2 separate regions of the Mus musculus genome follow, and region 2 is linked to region 1. The links are chromatin contacts, called in public HiChIP or PLAC-seq maps. All regions are on one chromosome and are shown on one strand. Each heading gives the region's core, a stretch centred on a gene start, on an enhancer-like site or on the middle of the called end of the contact. The rest is flanking DNA. Distances are from core to core; before and after follow the strand shown.

Region 1 (5,193 bases), core at 1,396-3,895:
GTGGTGCTTAGCAACACTTCGTTCTTATCGTGAGAGATGCCAGAAGGAGCTGGACGATGCCGAGGCCTGGGGGCCACACGGACTTTCCTTTCCTTGGTTCGTGGGCCAAGGTCTGAGTGCCCGGCGGCGCCGGCAGCTTGCACTGTTCTTGGCACGCAGGCACCTTAAGAACCTGGAGGCAACTCACTGCAGTCCACTGGAGCCTGAGGACTTCCAATTGCCCTGGAGACTATAGCCACTGTTACTGTGACTCATGCATTTGGGCATCTGTACACGTTCTAGCTCCCCCCAACTGTTCCTCTCCTTACATCTATACAGAAAAGCTGGCCGTGCTGGGGATCTTGGTGTCTGGGAGAGTAGGCAGTATATCTTCCTTCACTTTCTTTCTGTTCTTTCCTGCTTCCATCCTTTCTCTTCCTTGCAAACATCTGAATGTCTGTGCCTAATTCTTAAAAGCAATGTAAAGATGAACCTGATCCAATTTATGGTAATGTGTGGTATTTGATCAAGGGAGGCTGTGGAGTCACAGGAAAGTGCCTTTCACATTGGCTTGGGCTACAGGGTAGCTCCTGAGAAGAGAACACTAACGAAAGATTCAAGTAGTTCCCAGTGAAAGGAGACTCCTGGCACTACAGGGTCTCATTGCTAGCAGGTCTCAGCAGATGCTGCTGTGCGGTACCCCCTTCTCATTTCTGTATTCTATGGAGGGGAGATTTACAGAGGGACTGCAGACCTATATTAACAGGGCACAGAGTGGCGTGAGTCCTAGAGATCCTGAATCGTTACCAGATGTTAATGTTACCCACTTGTTACTGGGTGTCATCTTGGGCCAGACCTAAGCTAGGTCTGGGTCTTGTTCATGGCTCAAGAATGCAAAATGAATGTCAGATGTTCAGCTTTCCACTGTCTGTACTGTGGTCACTCACTACATGAAGAAGGGACTAATGCTCTTGTGGTTTCCAGCCCTGTGGGCAGGGGCTGACCAGGCTGGGTTAAGCAAAATGGTAAATGGAGAAGATATATTAGTGGACAGCCTTGAACAGGATACTGTCACATTCAATGAAGCACCTAGTCCTGTGCAAGAAGACACGTGCAGGGAGAAGAGCCAGAGAAGGAACAGGTAGTGGGAAGCATCTAGGAACTAGTACTCACTGGGGCCTAGCTGGAGAGGGAAATTCAACCTTTTTTATGTATATGAGTACACTGTAGCTGTCTTCAGACACTCCAAAAGAGGGCATCAGATCCCATTACAGATGGTTGTAAGCCACCAAGTGATTGCTGGGAATTGGACTCAGGAAGAGTGGTCAATGCTCTTAACTACTGAGCCATCTAACCAGCCCTGAAAATTCAATCTTGTAGGTGGGACAATTCTGAAAGAGGGGGAATATTGTTTTAAGGATTTTTTTTCTTCTGAAAAATATTAAGGGCCAAAAGAAATTGGAAGGCTTGCTTTTAGCAGAGAGTTGCCCAATGGTCACGACTTCCTCATTTGGAATGGGGCGGGGGGGCACTCTTGTTCTCCTGTCAGTGTTGACACACTAAAACCATAAGAACCTCAAAGCTCGGGGCTGGTGAGATGGCTCAGTGGGTAAGAGCACCCGACTGCTCTTCCGAAGGTCAGGAGTTCAAATCCCAGCAACCACATGGTGGCTCACAACCATCTGATCACGAGATCTGACGCCCTCTTCTGGCGTGTCTGAAGACAGCTACAGTGTACTTACATATAATAAATAAATAAATCAAAAAAAAAAAAAAGAACCTCAAAGCTCTGGAGTGATCTTTGGAAATTTACTTTAGCCTCAGTTTGCTCATCTGTAAACTGGGAGGGGGCGCCAGTGCTGGCTCACCTGATGCTGTGAAAAGAAAGTGAGAAAATACCGGAGTGCTTACACTGGGCTGGGCTTCAGTTATTTGGAGGGTCCAACAGGTCCCTGAGGTGTTCAGTGCTGTGTGAACTCTTCCAGTACCAGAATACAAGCCGCCCAGCAGCCCCCAAACAGCTGGCCTACTAGTGTGGGAATCCAGCTGGAGACAGCGGCACCTGCAGGGCAAGAAGACGAATCGCGCTCTCTACACTTTTAGTGCACTCCCTAGACAATAAAAAGTCTCCATAAAGAGGTTGCAAAAGCAAGTTAATTGGTACAATGTTTGCCCAGTATGCATTAAGCTCTGAATTCTCGATCCCCAATACGGTATAAATCAGCTGTGATGGTTTGCTCCTGTAATTCTAGCTCTAGGTAGGTGGACGCAGGAAGATCACAGTAAATTCAAGGTCGTCCTTTGCTGCAAGCAACCTGACTCAAAAACCAAAAGAATTTACAGGGGGTGGGGAGAGGTTGACAGGGGACTGGGGAGTACATAGGCCTGAGTTTGACCTGTCGAGGTGCAAAGTCAGAAGTCTTGTGGGCAGCCGAGGTTAAAGGTGGGAAGTCGGCGAACTGCAACACAATCCGAACCACCCATGCCTCGAGCTTCAGCTGTTCTGCCCTTTTTCACCCTAGAATCTTACTGTGGAACCAGACTAGAAGCATTGCTTCCTGCTTCGCTGCAGTCTGACCTATCAAATTGAAAGATTTGTCTTAGGTGGGGCCAGAAGACGTTCTTATTGGACACTACTTCACCGAGGGCGGGAAGAAGGCGGAGTACGAACCCGAGCGGAAGGAAGGCGGCGCGTCGCTGATTACGTAAGCGACTGCGGCCCTACAGTTCCACTGGCTCGTGTGTACGAAGCTGCCAGCTTGCAGTCCTCGGGGCTGGGCTCCTGTAGGACCTGCGATCCCAGCACCGACGCCAGCTACACCCAGCTGCCGCCTGAACATGGACTCTGCTAGCCAAGGTACCCGCACCGTGGATGGGCAGGGGCTGTGCCGCATTCCCGCCCTCCGAGTCGCGACTCGGCCCCCCCTCAGCCTCTGCCAAACCAATCCGCTGTTTCTCTTCGGCCAAGAGGCCCTTGACCTCAAGGCTCCCGATGGTCTTGCTGTGTGTGCCCTGGCGCCTCGGCCTCCCTTCGGAGCACTGCGAAGCGGCGTTCCTCGGCTCCCTCTCAGTTCCTAGAGTTTCATAACTCCAGACATTTCTCCTTAATGCGCTTCACCCTCTGTCCTCTCGCTGGCTCTGCAGCTCTTTATCTTTCGTTGGGCCGTAGGGGATACCACATCTGGTGCTAGGCTCCTGCGGAGACGTTGTGGGCGGCTCCCTACGGGGAAGGGGCGGTGCAACTATCCTTGTGTTTGGAGCAGCGCCTCTTGGGTGGTAACGCCACTGTAGCCTACTTAGAGATTCTCAAGGGAGAAGGGTTGAGTGAGTCAGGGGCACACCCAGAACACCAGATCTGTTGCCAAAACAGACACCTGAGGCCAGTAAGGAGTTGCTACGGAGAAGTGTGGTTCAGGCTCAGGAGATTAAAATCTTGAGAAGGTGGTACACTGGGGATGCTTACTTAACTACACTGGCTAAATTAAAAAAAAACCTTTCTACTGTTTGGCTTGCACTAACACATTACCTAAGCATTAGAATTTTGGGTTTTTATACATTCTGGATTTTTTTTTCTACTGTGAAGGGAATTTGCAAATTCAGAAGGCTATCTACTGTTTTATTTTCATCTTTAAGTAGTAGATTCTGGTCCCTGGAATGACACTGCTAAGGATGTGACTCAGTCATTGTTGTGTGACAAAATGTTTCCTGGGAAGCCAGGTGTGGTGGCACACGCCTTTAATCCCAGCACTTGGGAGGCAGAGACAGGCAGATTTTTGAGTTGGAGACCAGCCTGGTCTACAAAGTGAGTTCCAGGACAGCCAAGACTATACAGAGAAACCCTGTCTCGAAAAACAAAAACAACCCCCCCCCCAAAAAAAAAAACCTTTCCTGGAAGATGCATCACACATCTATCTACTCATCCCAGCTAGGGAACTCAGAACAGACCAAAGGTACAGATACCACCAAAGTCTACTTTAGTGAAGTAATGTGCATTATTAGGGTTATTTACAGGGATATGGGCAAGGGGTTACTTACAGGAGCAGAAATGACCCAAAGATGGTCGCAACAGCAAATTCCACCCCAACCTGGGTGATAGTTCACAAAGCTGAGAACCTTGAACACAATACACAGCCTGCAGGCAGCTCAACAGGTTGGAAAGTGTCCTTTCGAGGAGCCTCAGTTATAAAGAGGTTTACCTCTTCCAAGCAATTGGCCTGGTATCTGCTTCTTCTGGGCAGCTGCTCTGGTCTCAAAACTCGGCTTTGAAACCTTTCTCTTCTGAGTCATCTTTGCAGCTCAGTTTCAAGCTGTGAGGGACTCTCAGCTTTTATTGTTGACTCTGACTGGGAGGGACAACGTGATTCTAGTTAGTTTTGGGGATTTCCTGAAGCTATTTTGAGTTGTTTACCTTTCTGCGTAAAGGTTTCCCTGCTGGATGGAATGTTTCAATCTCAGAGGAAACTATTACACAGCAGTGTTGGGAAAGGTCTTTCCCAATTATGTATGAGGTTGTGTTCTAGCCTGGCATCACAAAAAAAAGGAAAGGAGAACGAGGGAGAGGATGAATTTGAAGCCACTGGCATCATCACCAAGTATTAAAGATAGCTTATTTTCCAGCCAGGTTCACATAAAATTTGGTTATTCTGAGTACTGGTTAGTTTTTATGTCAACTTGACACAAATTAGAGTTATGTAGGAAAAAAAATTGAAATTAATTTTTTGTTTTTCCAGATAGGGTTTCTTTGTATATCCTTTGTTGTCCTGGAACTAGCTCTGTAGACCAGGCTAGCCTGGAACTTACAGAGATCCACCTGCCTCTGCCTTCCAGGTGCTGGATTAAAAGTGTGCGCCATCACTGCCCTTTGGGAGAAGGAATCATAACTGATAAAATAAGGATTGGAAAATCCTCCATAGGAATGGCCTGTAGGCCTTTTCTTGATTGATTGATGTGGGAGGACCCAGCTCCCTGTCACCCCTGTGTAAGTAGTTCTGATGGTATCAGAAAGCAGGCTAGGGAACCCAGTAAAAGCAGCATTCTTCCATGGCCTCTGCTAAGCCATCTCTCCAGCCCCCTGAACTACTTTTTTTAAAGCAGGGTTTCCTTACCGTAAAAGGTAGTATTTTCACAAGTGAAACAGATCCTAAGGTTTGGCTGCCTTAGCTAGTGTTTCTTGTACTCTAGCAGCACAAGGTGATATTGGGTTTGCATCTCATG
Region 2 (5,193 bases), core at 1,624-4,123, 180 kb before region 1:
GGGAGGGAGCTGGAAGGAGGGAGAAGCACACAAATCTATTCCTAATAATGGTGCTGACCCCTTTGGAAGCAGCCACGTCCTCTAGATAAGTTACTTACTGTACCTGCATCTGGGTATTATAGTGTGCTTTAGATGGACTCTCCTCCAGAGGCTAAACTCAGTTGCTGAGATCAAGAGAAGAGAAGTAACCTTCCCAACTTTCCAGTCTTCTCTTGCAGATAGAAAAGCATCATAGGACTGAACTGCCATAATCTCACCTTGGGCGTACTCCCTCATAAACTTCTGTCCTTGTTTGAACTCCACAGACCAGCTGTGTTGTTTGTCCCTAGCACAGTGCTGGGCACTCAGTAAGAACAAATACTAAAGGTACAATAGGCATATTAAATGTTTGCCTCAGAATGGTGCCATGTTTGGGAGCAGGCCTTGAGTTTTTACCAAATTCAACTAAAGAAAGTTCATGAGCAGCTGTTTTGCGGAGAGATTACAGATTAGAATTCTTTACTGATCTGAATTCACTCTGGACTGTGCAGGAGAAGTCTGGCACCTCAGAAGGATACTCAGTCATTCAGCAAGTCCCTGTAAAACTTGTGTCATATGCTGGGGCTGGGAAGACATCAGAGAGAAGAGGACAAGAAAGGTGAAGCAGAATCCTGGTACTCGGCAGCTGCTGGCAATGAGGAGGCTCCTAGAGACAGATACAGGAAGACCCAGTCATTCCCAACCTCCCAGACCTCAAGGTAGACATTAATATACTTTTTTTTTTTTTGTCTTTTCGAGACAGGGTTTCTCTGTGTAGCCCTGGATGTCCTGGAACTCACTTTGTAGACCAGGCTGGCCTCGAACTCAGAAATCCACCTGCCTCTACCTCCTGAGTGCTGGGATTAAAGGCGTATGCCACCACGCCCGGCCATTAATATACTCTTGAACATAGCGGGAGTCCTTAGATTAATGTCTCTTTACTCAGTTCTTATTAGCCTGTTTTAGTTCCTTACTTTCTAGAAGATTTGCTATGACTAAGTCCTATAGCTAAGCGCAACATAGCTTTTCCCAAAATATTCCCACAACAGTCTTCATGGAAGTCTTTCCTGGCCTCTAGTCAGGGGAACCCTTTAATATAATTTCTCTTCTTTATACTTATCACAATCTTATGTGTGGTTGGTTTACATCTACCCTATAATTGAGATAGTGTTTTATTCACAGAGGAAAAAAAAAGTAGACAATGTAATAGTGAAAATAGAAAAGGATTTTTTTGTTTTGTTTTGGTTTTTTTCGAGACAGGGTTTCTCTGTATAGTCCTGGCTGTCCTGGAACTCACTTTGTAGACCAGGCTGGCCTCCAACTCAGATATTCTCCTGCCTCTGCCTCCCAAGTGCTGGGATCAAAGGCGTGTGCCACCACCGCCCAGCTAGGATTTTTTTTTTTCAATATGGCAACACTGGGCAGAGGAACAGTGAAGTCCAATTATCTCCCAAATGATCCTTACAGCTCTGATCCTTAGGTTTATTTGGATGATGTGTACATTACTATGCAGCCTTGGGTCCTAACCATCATCTCTAGCTTCAGTCTCTTTGCCACAGTGGTCTGACAAGTTGTCATAACTGCATAAAATCTTCTTCCCTAAGAAGAGTCCCTTCTCTGTCTGGTACCCCTCACTCTTTTCCTTCCTTTCCTGGGGAATTCCAATTTCTGGGGGGTCCATTGTTTAAATGGCCTGATAGTCAAAAGGAAGATCATATGCATCTCTTAGAATATATTCATTCCTTCCAGGATAGTTTCATTATAAGCTGGGCATGCTGCCTCAAAGCAACTACCTATGTGCTGTGAACTAGACTTGTCTTGATGTGAACCCAAGCAGCAGATGAATCAGCTCATGTCTCAGCTTCACTAGTAGCCCAGAAAGTTTTGCCTGGAATTGGTGCCATCCCAGTGTGTGTGGCCTCCTTCATCTTCAAATTCCCAATAAGAGATGAGGGTCTGAAGGAAATCTATAGGTTTGTCAGGGTGTTCTGTAAGTATGATCTCACATGCACAAGTATGGGCATTTCTGTGGGAAACTACCTGGGTATTAAAGAGAAGCTCTGAAACAAGTATCTATTAGTAGTGGAGAGCCAGCCACTGAAATGTCAATTTCTTTCTAATACCTATTGGGATTGCCTGAAATAAACAAACACCTCTGATGTCAGCACCGCCCTGAAGGACTTTGCAGCTCTCTCTTCCCTGGAGCTCCTTGTTGACTGTCAGCTAGTGCTAGGTGCTAGAGATTTAGAGGAACTCACCTGACAGCTAGCAGACACTGATTGGAAAATAAGCTGGACCCTGGGTGAGAGAGGAGGCAGTGAGAACTCTTAATGTGGGGTGGGGGTCTAGGTAAGATGCAGCCATTTGGATTTTATATACTCCAGCTGTGAAAAGATGCCTTTTGTGACTTGAGGTCAGTAACCACAAGAAAGCTTTAGATTTGTTTAGTTGTGCGGACAATGTAAGTGGCCTGGCCAAATGAACTAGTAGATTCCAGAAGATGGAGCTTATAATGCAAAAGTGGGGATGAGTGTCCGGGCGTGCACGCCTTTCATCCCAGCACTTGGAAGAGGCAGGTCAACCTGGTCTACAGAGTGAGCTCTAGGGCAATCAAGGCTACAGAGAGAAAACCTGTTTCGAAACAAACAAGCAAAAAGAGTGGGAGACAAGCGAGACTCTAGACGATATTAAGTGCTTTGGATAGAATACAGAGATGAGGCCAGGTCCACTGCACGAAGCCCCACCCCCCAGCCCCCAGCCCCCTGGCGTCCAGAGGCGAGGGAACCTGCTGACTCAGAAGTCGCGGAACCCGGTTTCCGCCCGGGTGCAAAGTAGCGGACCGGAAGGGAGGAAACGGAAGTGTAGCATTTAGGCGTGGCTACACGGATCTGCCCGCGAAGTTCCAATCAGCGGACTGCGGAGCACGCGGGATCCGTGTCTTTACAGTTGTTTGATACCGGACTTTGAAAGGCAGCCCTACCGAGACAAGTGAGCTGGGAGTCGCTTGACAGTTTTATCTGAGTGGATAGAGGTCATAGATCACGCACTCGCTAGTTCTGAAGTGCCGCGGTGCATTCTGGGTCCCGGGCTCTTGCTGCCAGTGTCTAGCTAGAGGCGCCTCCCTGGGCTAGTTCCAAGACGGCGGATAGATTTTCGCCTGTCAGTAGACTTGGAGGTCTGGAGAAGTTTAGTGACTTGCGGAGGGCTGAACAGATCATGATTCTGTTTTGCTACCTTTGTTTGGTTGGTTTTGGTTTTGCGTGTCAGGATGTCACTGTGTATTCCTGGCTGTCCTGGAACTCGCTCTGCAGACCATGCTGGTCTCGAACTCAGAGATCCATCTGTTTTTTCCTCCTGAGTGCTGGGAACTAAGGCTGGAGCACCACGCCCTGCCTGTTTTACTACTTTATTTGCATTCGGGTGCACACCTGGACCGAATGATGCATGACCCCAATCTTAAGAGCATCAAAGGTTGGAGACATTCCACGCTTTTGTGTTCAGGTCCAGGCCACAAGGGGATGCTCCTAGGTTCTTAGTCACAGACTTTTTGAAGAGTTGCAGGTAGAGTGCTGAAAATGTGCTTGTTTTGATAACTACATTGGGTTTTTGCTTTGCTTTGCTTTTCAGTCTAGGATGGAATTGGGTGAGCCAGGGGATCATCTTTAGATCTCTAAGCTCCTTTTTATTTTTTGAGACAGGGTCTACATAGCCCTGGCTGTCCTGGAACTCCCTGGACATGCTGGCTTCGAACTTAAGAGATACCCCTGCCTCTGCCTCCTGAGAGCTGAGATTAAAGGCGTGTGCCACCATGATAGGCTCTAAGCACCTTTTGATAGGGAAATAACAGATTTTCTGACCCTACAAGGACAGCTTCCTAAAATGATTGGTGTAATGGTCTGTGGCTACAAAGGCTGATTTCTTCTTATCTGTGTTGTAGGGAATTCTTACAGAGGGAAACCTGATGCCACATGCTGCCAACACTTACCTGGAGTGGCTGAAACACTGAGATGATCAGAGGGGTTTGTCTCACAGACCCAGACAGCCTGCATCTTGGCCTACCACCGTGTCTTCCTCAGTATAGGCTGATATGCCCAGGGTAGTCCTGAATGGTGTGACAGTGGATTTTCCTTTCCAGCCCTACCCATGCCAACAGGAATATATGACCAAGGTGCTAGAATGTCTCCAGAAGGTAAAGCTACAAAGCTCAAGACAGTAATTTAGAGAGGGGGCAATGAGGGCATACCTTCAGCAAACCCCTACTGTAGCCCTACCCTCATCCATTCCAGACTGGGTTTGTCTGCATTCTTTGGTTGGAGACTATAACAAGTGAACAAAAGAGATAGTTATAGAGAGGGATAACTTTGAGAATGTATTGCTGTCCTTTCTGAGTAGGTGGTGTTTGTGCTGGGTCTATTTGATAAGGAATGGGCTTAGGAGGCACATTTCTATGCAGAGGAGCAGGAATACCCAGCTTTCACCGTTTGGGGAAAATGTTTTGGAAAGTTTTTTTTTTCTTTTTAGATTTATTTATTGATTGTATGTAAGTACACTGTAGCTGTCTTCAGACACTCCAGAAGAGGGCATCAGATCTTGTTATGGACAGTTGTGGGCCACCATGTGGTTGCTGGGATTTGAATTCACGACCTTCATAAGAGCAGTCGGTGCTCTTAACCGCTGAGCCATCTCTCCAGCCCTTGGAAAGTTTTAAAATGAGACTTTGATTTATTTATTTTATTTTTGAGACAGGATCTAACTTTTAGCCTAGGTGTTCTGGATAAGCCAGGCTAGCTTCAACTCACAGAGATCTGTCTGTCTCTGCCTTCAGCATGCTAGGGCTAAAGGCATGTATTACTGTGGCTGACTTTTGTGTTTGAACCCTGGAAAAAGTCTTTAAATCTTAGGGGTGTGGAGTTTTTAGCTTTCTACTGAGTTTCTTGAGGTTGCCTTTTTGTATTTGAATCACTTTTTCCTCAAATGTCTTCTTCAGGCTTCTATCTGATATCTGGGACAGAAGACATCAAATTCTGTTCAAATATGGTGAATGCCTATATCCAGAATTGTAGAGCAGTTTCCTATTTTGAGACTTAGCACCTGATTAGTCATCTGACTATATTAGGCTGAAATTTTCTGTCATATTTGGAGAAATGCTCTGAAATTATTTTGCTAATGAGGGCG

The links. HiChIP or PLAC-seq counts read pairs in DNA pulled down with a chosen protein or histone mark.
Region 2: a contact with region 1 is called in an H3K27ac HiChIP or PLAC-seq map of embryonic stem cells, with 4 times the contacts expected there. The contact joins the promoter of Rtel1 here to the promoter of Tpd52l2 in region 1. A contact is called at or near these places in 2 of 39 promoter capture datasets (macrophages and neural stem cells), 1 of 484 Hi-C or Micro-C datasets (uterus), 8 of 115 datasets of contacts at active chromatin or transcription factors (the SCID.adh cell line, bone marrow-derived macrophages, embryonic stem cells and 2 more) and 3 of 9 other capture datasets (adipose tissue, liver and pancreatic islet).

What each region holds. Positions count from the first base shown.
Region 1 is chr2:181,494,497-181,499,689 of GRCm38.p6, forward strand. It overlaps Tpd52l2 (tumor protein D52-like 2), which reads left to right and starts at 2,646. Exons shown (of 9, transcript NM_001373959.1): 1 at 2,646-2,836. The coding sequence starts at 2,818. It overlaps Abhd16b (abhydrolase domain containing 16B), which reads left to right. Exons shown (of 1, transcript NM_183181.2): 1 at 1-484. The coding sequence ends at 235.
Region 2 is chr2:181,316,851-181,322,043 of GRCm38.p6, forward strand. It overlaps Rtel1 (regulator of telomere elongation helicase 1), which reads left to right and starts at 2,874. Exons shown (of 34, transcript NM_001001882.3): 1 at 2,874-3,006; 2 at 3,956-4,207. The coding sequence starts at 4,106.